2 separate regions of the Macaca mulatta genome follow, and region 2 is linked to region 1. The links are chromatin contacts, called in public Hi-C maps. All regions are on one chromosome and are shown on one strand. The core of a region is the stretch at or near the end of the contact, and the rest is flanking DNA. Distances in the headings are between cores, read along the strand shown. Region 1 holds the start of LNP1 (leukemia NUP98 fusion partner 1). Region 2 holds the start of TBC1D23 (TBC1 domain family member 23).

Evidence for each region. Hi-C and Micro-C count contacts between places; a contact is called where the count stands out from the background.
Region 2: a Hi-C map of liver shows a contact between it and region 1, with 2.6 times the contacts expected there. The contact joins the promoter of TBC1D23 here to the promoter of LNP1 in region 1. A contact is called at or near these places in 2 of 14 Hi-C or Micro-C datasets (fetal cortex germinal zone and liver).

The regions. Positions count from the first base shown.
Region 1 is chr2:183,175,630-183,182,948 of T2T-MMU8v2.0, reverse strand. It overlaps LNP1 (leukemia NUP98 fusion partner 1), which reads left to right and starts at 4,992. Exons shown (of 4, transcript XM_001093026.5): 1 at 4,992-5,905. It overlaps TOMM70 (translocase of outer mitochondrial membrane 70), which reads right to left and starts at 4,880. Exons shown (of 12, transcript NM_001266153.1): 1 at 4,080-4,880. The coding sequence starts at 4,403.
Region 2 is chr2:183,312,195-183,319,925 of T2T-MMU8v2.0, reverse strand. TBC1D23 (TBC1 domain family member 23) reads left to right here and starts at 4,146. Exons shown (of 18, transcript XM_077994038.1): 1 at 4,146-4,225.

The sequences.
Region 1 (7,319 bases), core at 3,743-6,242:
CAACGATGAATATCCTTTGCACTTCCTGTACAAGTTTTTGCTATCCCAGAAAAAAAGTAATTGTACACTCTCATTGTAAAGGAAAATCTCAAACCCAATAGACAGAAGCCCAGTAATTCTATCAGATCATTTTACATTAAGGTAAACATAAGTCAAAAGACAAAAATGCAGATTTTCCATTCTATTTGCTGATATCAAACCCTACACAGACAATATTTGTCTATTTATTCATTCCCTTAAAAACTGTAGCTATTGCTTAGGTGGAGAAAGGACAGTTAGGGCATCAGGATTCTGCCAGTTTTCCATCAGTGAAAGCAAATGCTTCTGGTTGCGAAACCCATAGAGGATGCCAATTTAGAGGTGCTATTCAAATGTATAGCAATTTCTCCAACCACAGATAAGCAATTACAATTACTGATCAATTATATTTAGATAGTCTAATAATAACTCTAAGGACGAGACTATTAAAAGAAGACAAAAGTAGTCTTTCAACATTTACTGGTCACCAACAGTTAAGATAAAAATTTCCGTTTAAAAAAACCACAGGCCAGGCGCGGTGGCTCAAGCCTGTAATCCCAGCACTTTGGGAGGCCGAGATGGGCGGATTACGAGGTCAGGAGATCGAGACCATCCTGGCTAACCCGGTGAAACCCCGTCTCTACTAAAAAATACAAAACACTAGCCGGGCGAGGTGGCGGGCGCCTGTAGTCCCAGTTACTTGGGAGGCTGAGGCAGGAGAATGGCATAAACCCGGGAGGCGGAGCTTGCAGTGAGCTGAGATCCGGCCACTGCACTCCAGCCTGGGCAACAGAGCGAGACTCCGTCTAAAAAAAAAAAAAAAAAGCCACAAAGACCTTCTTATTGTTGCTTTACCAAAGAACAATCTAGTAATTCAAAGATTCCAGGTGTAGGCCTACAAATTCCACAAGATGAACAATGGTAAATGCAAATTCTTTGCCCTGTTTTATTTGGGGCCAAAAATACATCATTTTAAAGCAGTTTAAGTAACACAAAGAGTCCAATCTTAAATTCTAATTTTTAACAGCAGTCAGATGAATAAAAAGCTATTTGTGGTCGGGGGCGGTGGCTCACGCCTGTAATCCCAGCACTTTGAGAAGCCAAGGCGGGCGAATCACAAGGTCAGGAGTTCAAGACCAGCCTGGTGAACATGGTGAAACCCCATCTCTACTAAAAATACAAAAATTAGCCGGGCGTGGTGGCGGGTGCCTGTAATCCCAGCTACTCGGGAGGCTGAGGCAGGAGAACCGCTCGAACCTGCGGAGGCAGGTTCAGTGAGCCGAGACCTCGCCATTGCACTCCAGCCTGGGTGACAGTGAGACTCCGTCTCAAAAAAAAAAAAAAAAAGTTATTTGTAAAGTAAAACTAAAAAACTCTGAAATATCATGAAATTTAAATTCATCAGTGTTGATCCAGACAATGTGGAAAAGAGGAATTAAGGAAATCTAAAATCTGAAAAGGAGTCGGCTAGGTTTTATTAAACATCAATGGCACAGAACCCCTGGGATGAGGTGGGTTGGCTGAAACCACAATGAAATGTTAAAATCTAGTTTTGGCCGGTGAGGTGGCTCGTGCCTATAATTCCTAGCACTTTGGGAGGCCAAGGTGGGTGGATCACCTGAGGTCAGGGGTTTCAGACCAGCCTGGCCAACATGGCGAAACCTCGTCTCTACTAAAAATACAAAAATTAGCCAGGCATGGTGGCACATGCCTGTAATCTCAGCTACTCGGGTGGCTGAGGCAGGAGAATTGCTTGAACCCAGGAGGCAGAGGTTGCGGTGAGCCAAGATTGCGCCACTGCACTCCAGGCTGGGTGACAGAGTGAGACTCCGTCTCAAAAAAAAAAAAAATCGATTTTCATGTATACAAACTATCTTTATTTTTAATGTTTACAGAACTGAAAACGTTTTGGATCTTTCATTTTACCTACTATTCTTCCATGATTAAAACTAAATTAACAAACGAAATAGAAAATGACTGGAGAATTTCAGACATCCAAAAATGATGTAAGACAAGTGATAATTAATTCAAAGAAGCCTCTTCATAACTACTTTTAACAGCAGCAGTGAGCTATTATAAATGATCAGAACCAGAATCATCAATTTTTAGTGCTAGAAGAAACAGAAGAAATCTATTATTTTAATCTTCTTATTCTACAGGGATGATGCTAAGGTCAAGGACATAAAATGACTTTCCCAAAGTAGCAATGCTGCAGAGCCCACTATAAAGCTTAGAAATCCTAGTTCTCACAGTCCATAGGTTCTTCTACTACCCAGTCATAAACCTTTTAGAAAATAGGCAATGCTTCACCCTCCCATAGGAAAGATCATATGGTTTTCTCATGTCCTAGCACAATGCCTCACACACTGTAGATAATAGTTTGTTCATTCCTATACCAAAACTTCCTTTAAAGCTAATTTGACATCCTAGTAAAAATATCTTCGCCCGGGCACGGTGGCTCACACCTGTAACCCCAGCACTTTGGGAGGCTGAGGTGGGCAGATCACCTGAGGTCAGAAGTTCAAGACTAGCCTGGCCAACATAGTGAAACCCCATCTCTACTAAACATACAAAAATTAGCTGGGCATGGTGGCGCACACCTGTAGTCCCAGCTATTCCAGAGGCTGAGGTACGAGAATTGCTTGAATCCAGGAGGCGGAGGTTGTGGTGAGCTGAGATCAAGCCACTGCACTCCAGCCTGGGCAACAAAGTGAGACTCCGCCTCAAAAAAAAAAAAAAAAATCAACATGAATAGTATAAGATGGAAATGACTTGCATACGTATTTAAGTGTATACACTTAGATACAACTGGAAGTTACTTGACCAACTGTATATACATATTTATAAAACCGGGAGATATTTGACCAAACGTTTCTCTGACCTCGACTTACTCTGGTACTACCACTGAACAACTCCAGACCCAGATAAAATCCACCACACCCAATCCCAGTAGTGTCAAATGCAGCCAGGCTAATTCTCTGCACAGCTGTCAGATACCAAAAGGATTTAACAGTCAGTTCACCAAAACCATACAAAGCTGTTCACTAAATGCTCCAATGCTTGGACTAACATCAGAGAAACTATGTCATGCGTATTAGGCTTGGTCATGTACATTTCCAGGTGAAATGGAAAAACTGAATTTAAGATGCTTCCAATCAAAAAGTTTAAGAAGTCACTCCCATTTTTTTGGTATGTGTGTGTAGGGCCTGGACCTGGGGCAGAGGGCTGTGTGCAACCAAGCCTGGTGAGCACTGCTGTGGCTGCTACTCTTGTGCAACAAGAGGGGACAGTGCAGTGCAGAGCGTTTTCTGAGAAAGGCCAAGGGGTCCGGAGTGTAAAAGGACACCTCCGGGCTGGGGCATGGCAGGGGAGGTTCCCGGGTCGCTGAGCGCTTGCAGTCAAGGGGGCTTCCGGGCCGAGAGAGAACGAGCCTTGGGAGCTTGCTAGTTCTGCTTACAGTTCAGAGGCTGTAGAACAAATGCCACTGAACACCATTTCACTCTTTAGAACCTGTGTAGTCTTTCTTTTTCTATGTACAAAGCCATCTAATCAGTTTTTTGGGGTTTTTTTTCTGCTTTTGTCAACAACCGTCACTGTAGTTGCCCACTTACCCCCAGCAAAAACACACTCTAAAAGGGGGAGTGGCTCGTTATTAAAAGGCTTTTACCGATTAAGTTGTAGGCTTTGGGAATCACAGAAACAGTTCGTATCACGATACGCCAGTTGTTAATGGAATTTAGCTTCCTTCACTTATTAAACACAATCATCACATTTGCAAATGCCCCACTCCCATCTACAACACTAGGAATAAATGCTGTGTCACTGAGAAGAAAAGCAAAAGATTTTTCTGAAACCAAAAGGAAATTGTCAAAGAATGCCAGTAACCTGTCATCGGGCTACTCCTGTGCCCTCCACTGGCAGGCAGAAATGAGTCTCCCTAAACCCATGTGTTGCGCTGCCGCTTGGCAGCTTACGTCTGATGGGAAGCCCCCTCACTGACAGCCCACCAAGGAAAAGGTGTACCCGCGTTTCCACCTCTACGGCCTGGGGCTACTTCTCACCATGTCCAAGTGAGCACCGGGACCTTCAGGGTGTCCGCTGCCGGGGGCCGGACTGGCCCTGCCCTCCGGGGTCTTCCGTTCGCTGTTGCGCTTCAGGCCGCTGGCGTCGCCCCGGCCTCTGGACTCCCGGCGCCGTTGCTGCCGACTCCACAGGTATATGGCACCCGCGCCTAGCAGCAGGGGTGCCCCGACCGCCAGAGCCAGCTGCCATCGCGGCAGCCCCCCCGTGCCTGGGCCCGCAGTCCCGCCGCCGCCCACCCCACTCGCGGAGCTTGGTGCAGCTGCTGCGACCACCGCCGCCTCCACAGGCTTAGAGGCGGCCATGACGAGTGTCCTCCGCCACCGCCTCCCTGCCTGTCGCGAGCGCCACAATCACCAAGCAGCGTGCGAAGGAAGACCGAGGGAGGGAAGGAAGGCAATGAGCGAGCGAGCACGCTAGGCAGAGAGAGCGGACGACAGAAAAGGGCCAGAGGTCACCGGAAGCCCAGGGCATGCCGGGCCAGACCTGGCCGTCCTTCTCCTCCAGTCTCAACCGTAGAGGGAGAGGAGGGGCGGAAATCACTTCCGGGTTAAGGCAAAGCGTGGGCGTGAGTGGAAGTCCTCGGAAACCCTTTTTCTTTCTTTTCGCCCCGCTGCTTTTCGAGAGATTGACTTCTGGAGTCCCGTCGTAGCTGGTGTTGTCCCCTTTACTTTCAGGAGAGAAGGGCAGATGGCCCTCTTGCCTACTGAAGCCGAGGAGGGGCGCGTATACACCTGGCTAGCGGCACTCAAGAGATCAGAGCGGAGGAAAAAGCAGCGCCGTAGCACTGGAATGGGCGGGAGTGGCAGAAGAGTTGTGAAGGCTATTGGCTGGCAAGGGTGGTGGGCGGGGCGTAGAGCTAGCTACCCAGTTTACTGGTTGATTTCGGATCCAGTTTTCCCGTTATAGCCACGTTGGCACGTCTTGAACCTCTGTGGCCGTTAGCTCGGTTTTCTGCCCGCGTGCCCGGGAAACCAACGGATTGGAAGGACTTTTAAAGATGTATGAGGAAAGAGCTCACTGCTGAAGAAGCCTGCTGCATCACTGAACTTCTTACCACTAACACAGCCAGATTTTAATTTGGACGAATTTGAGGTTATAGGGGAGGTTAGCGATGGCAGAAGACTAGGTGGAAATGGCATTTCTAGGTTGGCTGCAGTCGAAACGGTTTGAGCGTGGTCGCTGTGGCTTATCGTCGCCTCCAATTACGAAAGCGATGACTTCTACGTTGTTAGGTATTTCTTAAACTGAGTTGGTAGAAATGCGAAGCGTCAGGGTTCCCGCCGGCTTCGAGCCTTTCTTGACGTGTTTGTATCTTGAGCTGATTTCTACGTGACACACCAGCCCACATCTCGCTCAGGTCCACACACCCCCGGGTTGTTTTGCAATAGCTGTCTCAGCCCTCTTCTCCTCTCATTCCCAGATCGTAATTTCAATTCATAAACTTTCGTTTCTGTAATAGCTTTATCAACTCTTTTTCCGATGCTCCGCCCCAGATCTCTTAAAACATAAAATTACCTTGCAAGGCATTGTTTGGAATTCACGGTATTTTCATGAAGAAAAGACAACTATTAATAGAAAATCAGAGTCCAGAACTATGGCGCTCCATTTCTGGTATACTGGTTTGCAGAAGCCTTACATTAAAATTTCATAAATGATCGTTTTGCTTTCAAGTGCAACAACATCACAGTAGAGCTACAAAAAGATTGAAAGGAGATATTTTATCAAGTGGCACCAAAATGGATTGATTAAAATAGAATGGCCTGATTTGAAAGAATTTCAGGATCACCGGTTTCTCCTGCTTCATGTAAGTTCCTATTAGTAAATTGCCTTCGGGCAACAGGGTTTCTTAGCAACAGACTAAAAAAATGGGCTAAAAATAGGAATGGAATTGAGTTGATCGTTGCAGGCAATCGGCTTCTCTCCCCTCCTCATCCCCCAATCCCCAAAGGCAAAATTTCTTCCCCTTAATATAAGCTCTGCCTTGCCTTTTTCAAAACAGAAGTTAGGATTTTTTGTTTTCTGAAATTTCAGTTTTTCTGTGGCCTGTTGGAGGATTGTAGAATGCTAACAATTACAAACTTGATAGGAACTAAAACATATTTAAAGGTTTTTTTTTTTTATACCCTTTTTCTTATTTATTGGAGTAAGCAATACACTGTTATGGTTAAACTCCAAAAGTTACAGAGTTTACTGTGAAAAGTCTTCCTTCAATCCCTGTCCCCCCGCTGCACAGTTCCCCTCTCCAAAGGGAATCGGTGTTATTTTCTCGAAACATAAAAATGTTTATCTGAAGGCCTCATTTTGTTTGGCTTTATTTTTAAGGTTGGCATTAGTAAACAAATCTGTTCTGGTTACTTTTATACTTTGATAAACATCTCATTTCCATTCCCTAGCCTGTGCTGCTCTATTCTCTTCTTTTCTCCTCCATTTCCTGATTGATGGTAGTGTAGAGGCACATTAAGAGTGTCGCTTACTGGCTTTGGGAACTTACTGATCTGCTGCATGTTTTTCTAATCTGTGAAATGGTGAAAACATCTACCTCTCAGGCCATAGATTTACTTAGATAATATTTAAAGTTCTTTTGATGTTTGTTACAAAGTAATAGATATTTGATGCTTAGTTCTCAGTTTTTCTAAATTTTAAAGTCAAGAAGTAATGGACTGCATTTCATTTCTAAAAAATTGAAGTTGTGTATATGTGAACATAGACATTATCATTTTCTTGGTAGATTAGTGGAATTCAACTGAAGAAGCTTTCTTCACCTTTGATCTGTATCTTAGGAGGCAGTTGAATGAGATAGTCTAATGGACTAAGTTGTGGAAGACCTGAGTTATTTTTTTGTTTTTTGTATTTTTTTTTGAGATGGAGTTTCTCTCTTGTTGCCCAGGCTGGAGTAAGTGGCACCATCTCGGCTCACTGCAGCCTCCTCCTCCAGGCTTCAAGCAATTCTCCTGCCTCAGCCTCTGAGTAGCTGGGATTACAGGCTACTACCATGCTGGGCTAATTTTTTGTGTACTGGCCAAGCTGGTCTCGAACTCCTGAACTCAGGTGATCTACCCACCTCAGCCTCCCAAAGTGCTGGGATTACAGGCATAAGCCACCATGCCCTGCTGACCTGAGTTCTTATTCTAGATTTTAATACCACTGAGTAGTGTGTGTGACCCTGGGCAACTCTGCTTTCTTTATAATGTGAGGAGGGGTGGATTAGATTATTTTTA
Region 2 (7,731 bases), core at 2,897-5,396, 140 kb before region 1:
TGGGATTTTTAAAAAGGCAAATAACTGAACTAATTTCCATAATTGTGAAAACATTTGTCCTTGTAAGGTACAAAGGGAAATTCTTGGGAAAGTTTAGAATTCTGAAACTCTCACACAATAGCTGCAAAAACAAAAATCAATATTTTGTTATTTAACAAGAACTCTTAGGCACTATCTATGCGTTCAGCCTTGCATTTGGTGCAGTGGAGGCTACAGAGGAACTTAAAAACAGTTGCCATTCTCAGAGTTAAAGAATACAAGATGCTGTATGATTCAGTGCCCAGATGAGAGTGCCTGTTGATGGTCCTAAACTAGGTGAGAGGCGACAGAATGTAAGAAGGGTTGAGATGATATAAGCAGGAATCTCAGGGGCAAGTTTCACTGAACAATGAAGAATGTGTAGGATTTAATATCACTTCATGTAGCAGCCAGCCTCTGAGATGGCCCCCAGTGATTCTTGCCTTTGGGTATTCAAGCCTTTGTTGTGGTTCTTTCCCACATTGAATAAAGCTGACCAATAAGATACTGCAGAAATTACGACTTCTGAGGGTAGGTAATAAAAAAATGTTGTCGCTTCAATCATGGTCTCTGTTGAACTCTTACTCTGCGGGAAGCCAGCCACTACGTCAAAAGAATGTTCCAGCAGCCCATGGAGAGGCTCATTTGGGGAGGATCTGAGGCCTCCTGCTAACAGTCAACACCAACTCATCAGGCATGTGAGTGAGCCACCATGGAATTGGATCCTCCAGCCCCACTGAAGCCTTTAGATGACTGCATGACTGCAACCCTGGCCAACATCTTGCCTCCAACCTCAAGAGACCCTAAGCCAGAACATCTAGCTAAGCTGCTTCTAGATTCCTGAATGCACAGAAATTGTGAGTTAAGTATTTATTGCTTTAAGACATTGAGTTTTGGGGCAATTTGTTGTGTAGCAGTAGATTAAAACATCTCAGGTCTTTGTCTTCACCTAAGAATGCACAAAAGTCAAGAAAAGGCTGCACGAATATGGAATAAATGATCAAGAGCTATGATCATTTCTCCATCTCTTTTTAACAAATGGTAAAATAATATTTCAATGAAAACTGAATTAAATTCTACTCACATAACAACTATGACCATGCAGATGAGTTCATAATCCTTACCTGTCCCTGAACCCAACCAGCCATTTCTATATAGGTGAATAGTTTAATCCATTACAAAAGTACTTCAGAAAATTCCCTAGTTCATTTTACAAATATTTATGGAGATTCTACTGTGTCGTAGGCATGGTAGAAATTAAGTACATGTAATACAGTATAAATGACATAATTATATGGCTCAGAACACCAAATAATAGATGCAAAATCTTTTTATGTTCTCTACAATTTCATTTAAAACCAAGACATTTTAATTTTATCGTTATGAGAAATACATTTTGATTTGATTTTATCCAAGGATAATATGAAATAACACACCTTCCCATTAGAATGTGGGATCTACAATTAGATGCACAAATGCAGGTAGGGGATACACCCTAAGATTTCATAATGAAATCCTCTCTAGTTCTTGAAAAGTGTTTTTGTTTTGTTTTAAGCAGAGGTCCATTATGAAAATTTAACAAATTCTACTTGAGGGAGTGAAACCTGTCTCAGAAAAATAAAAATAAAATAATAACAAAGAAAAAGGAGTCAAAGACCTTCCAAGTTTCAAGTACTACTTGGCCTCTCAGCTAGATTTCTAGAGTTATCACTAGAGGAAAAAGGATGTCCGAGGTCTTGAATATCATGACCTTGGAGCAAATACTGAGTAGAACTTACAACAGGTTGATGAATAAAGAGCAAATGGGCAGGGCATGTTGCCTCACACCTGTAATCCCAACACTTTGGAAGGCCAAGGTGGCTGGATCACCTGAGGTCAGGAGTTCGAGATCAGCCTGGCCAACATGGCAAAACCCCGACTCTACTAAAAATACAAAAATTAGTCAGGCATGGTAGCACACGCCTGTGGTCCTGGTTACTTGGGAGGCTGAGACGAGAGAATTGCTTGAACTTAGGAAGCAGAGGTTGCAGTGAGCTGAGATCATGCCACTGTACTCCAGCCTGGGTGACAGAGTGAGACTCTGTCTCAAAACAAACAAACAAACAAACAAACAAACAAAAACAAACAAAAAAACCAAAGACACAAATCCCCAGAAGATACTATCGCTAAACAATTTCGGTTGAAATCTTGTCCCCAATGGGTTATACATCACTAAGATATTGACCCTGTCTAGACCTGGCTCCCTAATTTGTGAGGACTAGTACAAAATTAAAACCAGTGGCTCCTTGTTCCCAAATTATTAAGAATTTCAAGATGGCAACACTAGACTGTGAAATTAAGCACAGAGTTCTTCTAAGCATATGGTCTCATGCTATTGCATAGACTACATGTCCATGAAGCTGGCTCTGGCTCCATTAAAGAACACAGAAGTCAGAACTTTCCACTTTACTTTGACAGAATAAAGAACTGTTTAAAAATGTCAAGTGACATATTTTTAATGGGAAAATATTCTACGAGAGACTATAAAGCAGTTGCTGATTTAATTATACTCAAAATGAATCATAATTGAGTACTAGAATCTTCTTAACCAGTGAACAACTGCTTCTCATGTCAATGACTGAATAGGTTTTAAAACCATTTTTTGAAAAGTTTCTGAAAACCTACTGGCAACAATTGAAGGGACCCAGCGGAGGTCCTGAATATTAGAATGGTAATGTGACCTAGATTCACGTCTTTTATTCTTTTTGATAGAAGGCATCTAAAGTCTCATTCTATGTTAAAAGAAATGTTCCCTAACAGAGGACTGAACATTACAGAGATCCAGACCTTGGAAGTGGGTGCAGTACCATGCAGATCTGTATTATTGCCTTTTAGGGAAGAGAGTGAACATGTTTTTGGTTGTAAATGAGATAGCTGTACTATGTTTTGTATTTATTTTAATAAAAAATAGGCTTTAAAATTATGAAACACTTTCCATACCTAAGTATAGACTCTGTAAAGAATACTGGCCACCTATGTGGCCACCTTGGGCCCTTAATAAAACATTAAAAAATTAATGCAAACTCCTCCCTTTCCCTGAATGTAACTGCCATTCCGAGATTTCTATGTATCATTCCCCTGCATTTTAAACTCATATGGATCTATTTTTAATATACTGTCTTTTAAACACCAAATATAAATGATACCATACTTTACCTATCCGTCTGCAATCTGTTTTGCTCATTTAACAGCGTATTTTTCAGATGTATCCATATTGTTACATGCAGTACTACTTCATCACTGTTGTTTTCAGGGCTTGCAAAAGCATTTCTTTAGGTCCATCCTCCTGAGTGTGTGCTCATCCCAAGGCCCCTGTGGTGGCCAAGTGTCCGCCCATGTGGTGTGAAGGGGAAGTGGAATGGGAAGAGAAGGATTTTGGCAGCTCTCCTTTCCTGGAATTCCAGTCCTAGAATTCTAAATTCGGACTTGATCTTTCAGACTGTTAGGAAGATATATTTAAGTTAGGAGGCTAGAACGTATCTCCTTTAGTATTTAGCTTGATTTACAACTTTTAAATATTCAGACAAAAAGTATGCGGGCCTTCACTTACACTTTTGACGGGGCCTCACAAATAGGGGTGGTCCTGCCCCTTTCCTTACGTCCCACTTCTTTCTGCAAATTAAATTGCTACAGCAGGAAATTACTGAACTGTGGCTCTTCTCCTACGTCCGCCTTCCCTGTGTCAATTCCCATTTCCCTGGGTTTCTCAAATAGTTAGGACTCTAAATTCTAACTTTGTTAATTTCGACGCCAAGCTGGAATGAAGACGCTAACTGGACGCCAAAAAGAGACGCTGTTACCACACAAGGCCTCCAACTGGGACGGCTCCCACCGAGCTCCGCCCACCCCGCCCCGTCCGCGGCACTGTGGCATCCTGGGACATGTAGTCTTTGGAGGGGCAGCTGCCTCCACCAAGTCTCCTCCCCCAAGACGCTGCCTTTCGGCCTCGGGACGCCGTGACGCTGCGTTCCTGCAGTCCCTTGCCACCTCCCTCTTTCTTCCCGTCTGGGGAAGCTCAGTGCTGGACTTCCGAAGACCTTTTACGACATTGGGTCTCGGAGTTGGTCTCAGCGCGGGATCCACTTTTCGGCAAAGTGACGTGGACGTCAACAGCAATGGCGGAAGGAGAAGAGGTCCTGCCGCTGCCAACGTCGAGCGGCGACAACTGGTGAGTGAGAGCCGGGGCTAATTCCCAGTGCCCCTTTATTCTTCCTTCTCAACATCGTGCCGGTCCCCGAGGAGCCGTCTGGCGTCGGCATAGAACGGAGAGGCCGGTCCTAGGCGAAGTCCGGTGCCCTGCCCCGCCCCCTCTGCCTGCCGGGTGCCCCCTGCCTGCCAGGTTCTACCCGAGGGACTGGGGCGGGACTCCCAAGGAGAGGGGTGTCATCCAGGTGCTGGGCCTCAGAACGGTCCTCCCATGTCGTCCGTCAGTCTCCAAAGTGTGCTGGAGAGGGTGGCTTCAGGGCTGGGTTTGGCCGGAGTCCCTGGCTGTGGGAGTTGGAGTAGGCTGAAGACGGAAGTTTGTTGGATGCAGATCTGAGGCACTAAAATACAATATGAAGAAAAGACGTTTTGAAATGACCACTGCGAACTTTGCTTGAGGGTTCAGAGGTTGACCCCAGGAGGATCCCTTCCACGTAGCTGGTATACTTTTTTTTTATTCCGGCTGTTATCTCGTTTTGCATTCCAACAGTTTTCATCATGCGTCTCCTTCACGCAAGTCGTCGTTTCCCCTACTACCACGTTTCTCACAGCTCGATTTCTGAGCTTTGGATGCAGTGTGGGACTTTGCTCTTGCTGCACCCAAGCTTTTGCATGCTTACCTGATTTATAGTCGGGATGGTGGGGGAGGACCGCCAATAATTTTTTGGTAAATTGCTTACCCAGTGTTAATCTTTGGGGAAGGCTTCTACTTTTGAAATGGTTGATCTCACAGTACGTTGTTATGTTCTACAACATCACTTTTGAAAAAGGGACCTTTAGAGGCTTGTCTAAGTTTTACAGTTGATCTAAGTGTATTAACCACATGTATTAGTTTTGGGTTTACTTGTTCGTTATATTCTTTGTGTACAGCTCATGGGCACTTTAAAAATAATACAGGACATTCATAGACCTCGACTTTAATCCCAGAGGAAAAAAATGGAAATCGTTGAAAGGGATAGATAATTAGTAATTAAGAAATTGAGCTCTCCATTAGCAGACATCAAACATTCCTTAGCGCTGGGCTCTCCAAGGTGTCAGAGGAACACTTCATGGTGATCTAGATGTAGTTTTTGTTCTTCAACTTGCTTATGTTGGAGTTGGGGAGGTATAACAAGGTAAAATTAATCTCATTCTTTGTGAGCGTGATTAAAAGTATTACGAGAGGTTGGCAGTGGGGGCTGGGGCAGTTGGAGTCACTGGGGGAAAGCTTCATGAAAGCAGCAGCATTTCAATTAGGCTTTGAAGAATGAGTAGGATTTAAACCCCAGGGCTGTCTGATAGAAGCCACATATTGTAATTTAAAATTCTCCAGTAGCAGCATTAAAAACTAAAAAGAAGCTGGGCGCGGTGGCTCACGCCTGTAATCCCAGCACTTTGGGAGGCCGAGGCGGGCGGATCACTTGAGGTCAGGAATTCAAGACCAGCCTGACCAATATGGTGAAACTACGTCTCTACTAAAAATACAAAAGTTAGCGTGGCGTGGTGGCGGGTGCCCGTAATCCCAGCTGCTCAGGATGCTGAGGCAGGAGAATCGCTAGAACGCGGGAGGCAGAGGTTACAATGAGCGGAGATCGAGCCACTGCACTCCAGCCCGGCGACAGTGTGAGACTCCGTCTCAAAACAAAGAAAAACAAAAACTGAAAAGAAACAGGTGAAATCAGTTTTAATAATCTATTTAACATACTTCAACATGTAATTAGTTTAAAAATTATATAATTGTACATCTTTTTTGTGCAAAGTCTTCAAAATCCAATGTGCATCTTACATCTACCTTATATTTCAGTTTGGTCTAGCCACATTTCAGATATTAAATATCCACACATGGCTTGGGGCTAACATATTAGTGCAGAATCAGATTAAGAGATGGAAAAGGCCTCTGAATGGAGTAACAGCATAAGCCAGGGCGTAGACAAGGCAACTAATTTGTTTTGAGAGTAAGAATGAGAACTACCTGGTTGGAAAGAAGTTGCAGAAAAATACGTCTTTTTGCTTCTGGTATCCTGCAAGAATGGCAGGAGAAAAAAGAAAAATAGGTCTGGAAAAATAGTAAAAAAAGTTTTTAACTAATTAAAAGAACCTTTTATCAGTGACAGACATTACAACACTTTTCAGAAAGTGACCTAGTTGATTATAGCCTGAAGTTTGCTGTTTTGGAACGGGGAATTGTATCATAACCTGGCCTTCACCAGCTCATTGAGTGCCGTGAGGGGAAATGTTTCCACAGTTAAGGTGCCTCTGGGGAGTTCTTAGGTTTGAGGGATTGTGAGCATGTTCCTGGTTCGCAGGGGCAGAGGACATGGAGTGAATATTTACTAGAGACAGCACTTGTTCTCTTGTGGGATTGCTGTATCTTTGGTGTGTCTTTGTATTTTTGCTGGTTTTATTTTCATGAATGGAGGAACACTGACATGGTCAGTGATTTCTGTTTTCCCTCCATCCTCTTCTAATCTTTCTCCTTTTTCTCCTAGCACTCTCATCGTCCCCCCAGAAGAGGGTTTGAATAGAGTCAGGAAGACTTTGGGATTGGGAGCCATAGATTCAGTAAAGCCTGTGTTCTTAGAGTGCTTGGTGAATGGGTTATAGAATGGGGATGCTTTACTCTTTTTTTATTTTGTTTTAAGAAACGAGGTCTCGCCATGGTGCCCAAACTGGCCTCATACTCCTGAGTAGCTGGAGACTACAGGTGTGCCCTATCCGTCCAGGTGTTTTACGCTCTCTTTCTCTTCCCTTCCTCTCCCTCCCTCGCTTTCTTTCTCTCTTTTTGAAGCAAATGTTTTTAACTCCGTCAGATGGAATTTTTTCCAAAATACATCGTATATCTTACTGCCTAGCTCAAACTCATCTTAATGACTTGAGTCATTCAGTTTACAAATGTAATTTAAGGATAAAACTACATGTCTGTCCTCAAGGAATTTATGGTCTAGATACAGGAGGTGTGTTTGAGAACGTGGATTACTTTTGTGTTACTGTAATATGGTGAGACTTTTGGGGCCTATCTAGACAAATTGTTGCTATGCTAAATGACACAGCAGTCCCTTTTCGAGATTGCTTTTTGTAAGTTTTTCCTATTTTCTTTTTTTGTTGTCAGTAGTATCTCTTAATTTGTTCCTAGTCTGTGAAACTAAGTCATTGAACTTGTTAAAATTGTATATACATTCTTAAAAAGGCTCAGGATGGACCTTGAAGATCTTAAAAGTATGTGGACTCTATGACATTGTTTTTGCTGATTTTCAGTTATGTTCTAGTTCAGTGCTTCTCAAAATTTAAATGTGCATTGGAATTATCTGGGGAGCTTGTTAAAATGCTACCCAGGTAATTGTAGTTGTGATTCAGTAGATTTTGAGGTGGAACTTGAGATTCTGTTTCTGACTCGCTTCTGGGTGTTGCCGATTATGGTGGTTTATGGACCACACTTTAGTTATCAGGGTTCTAGATTATATGTATATCAGAATGAGTAGGTCAGAGGAATTT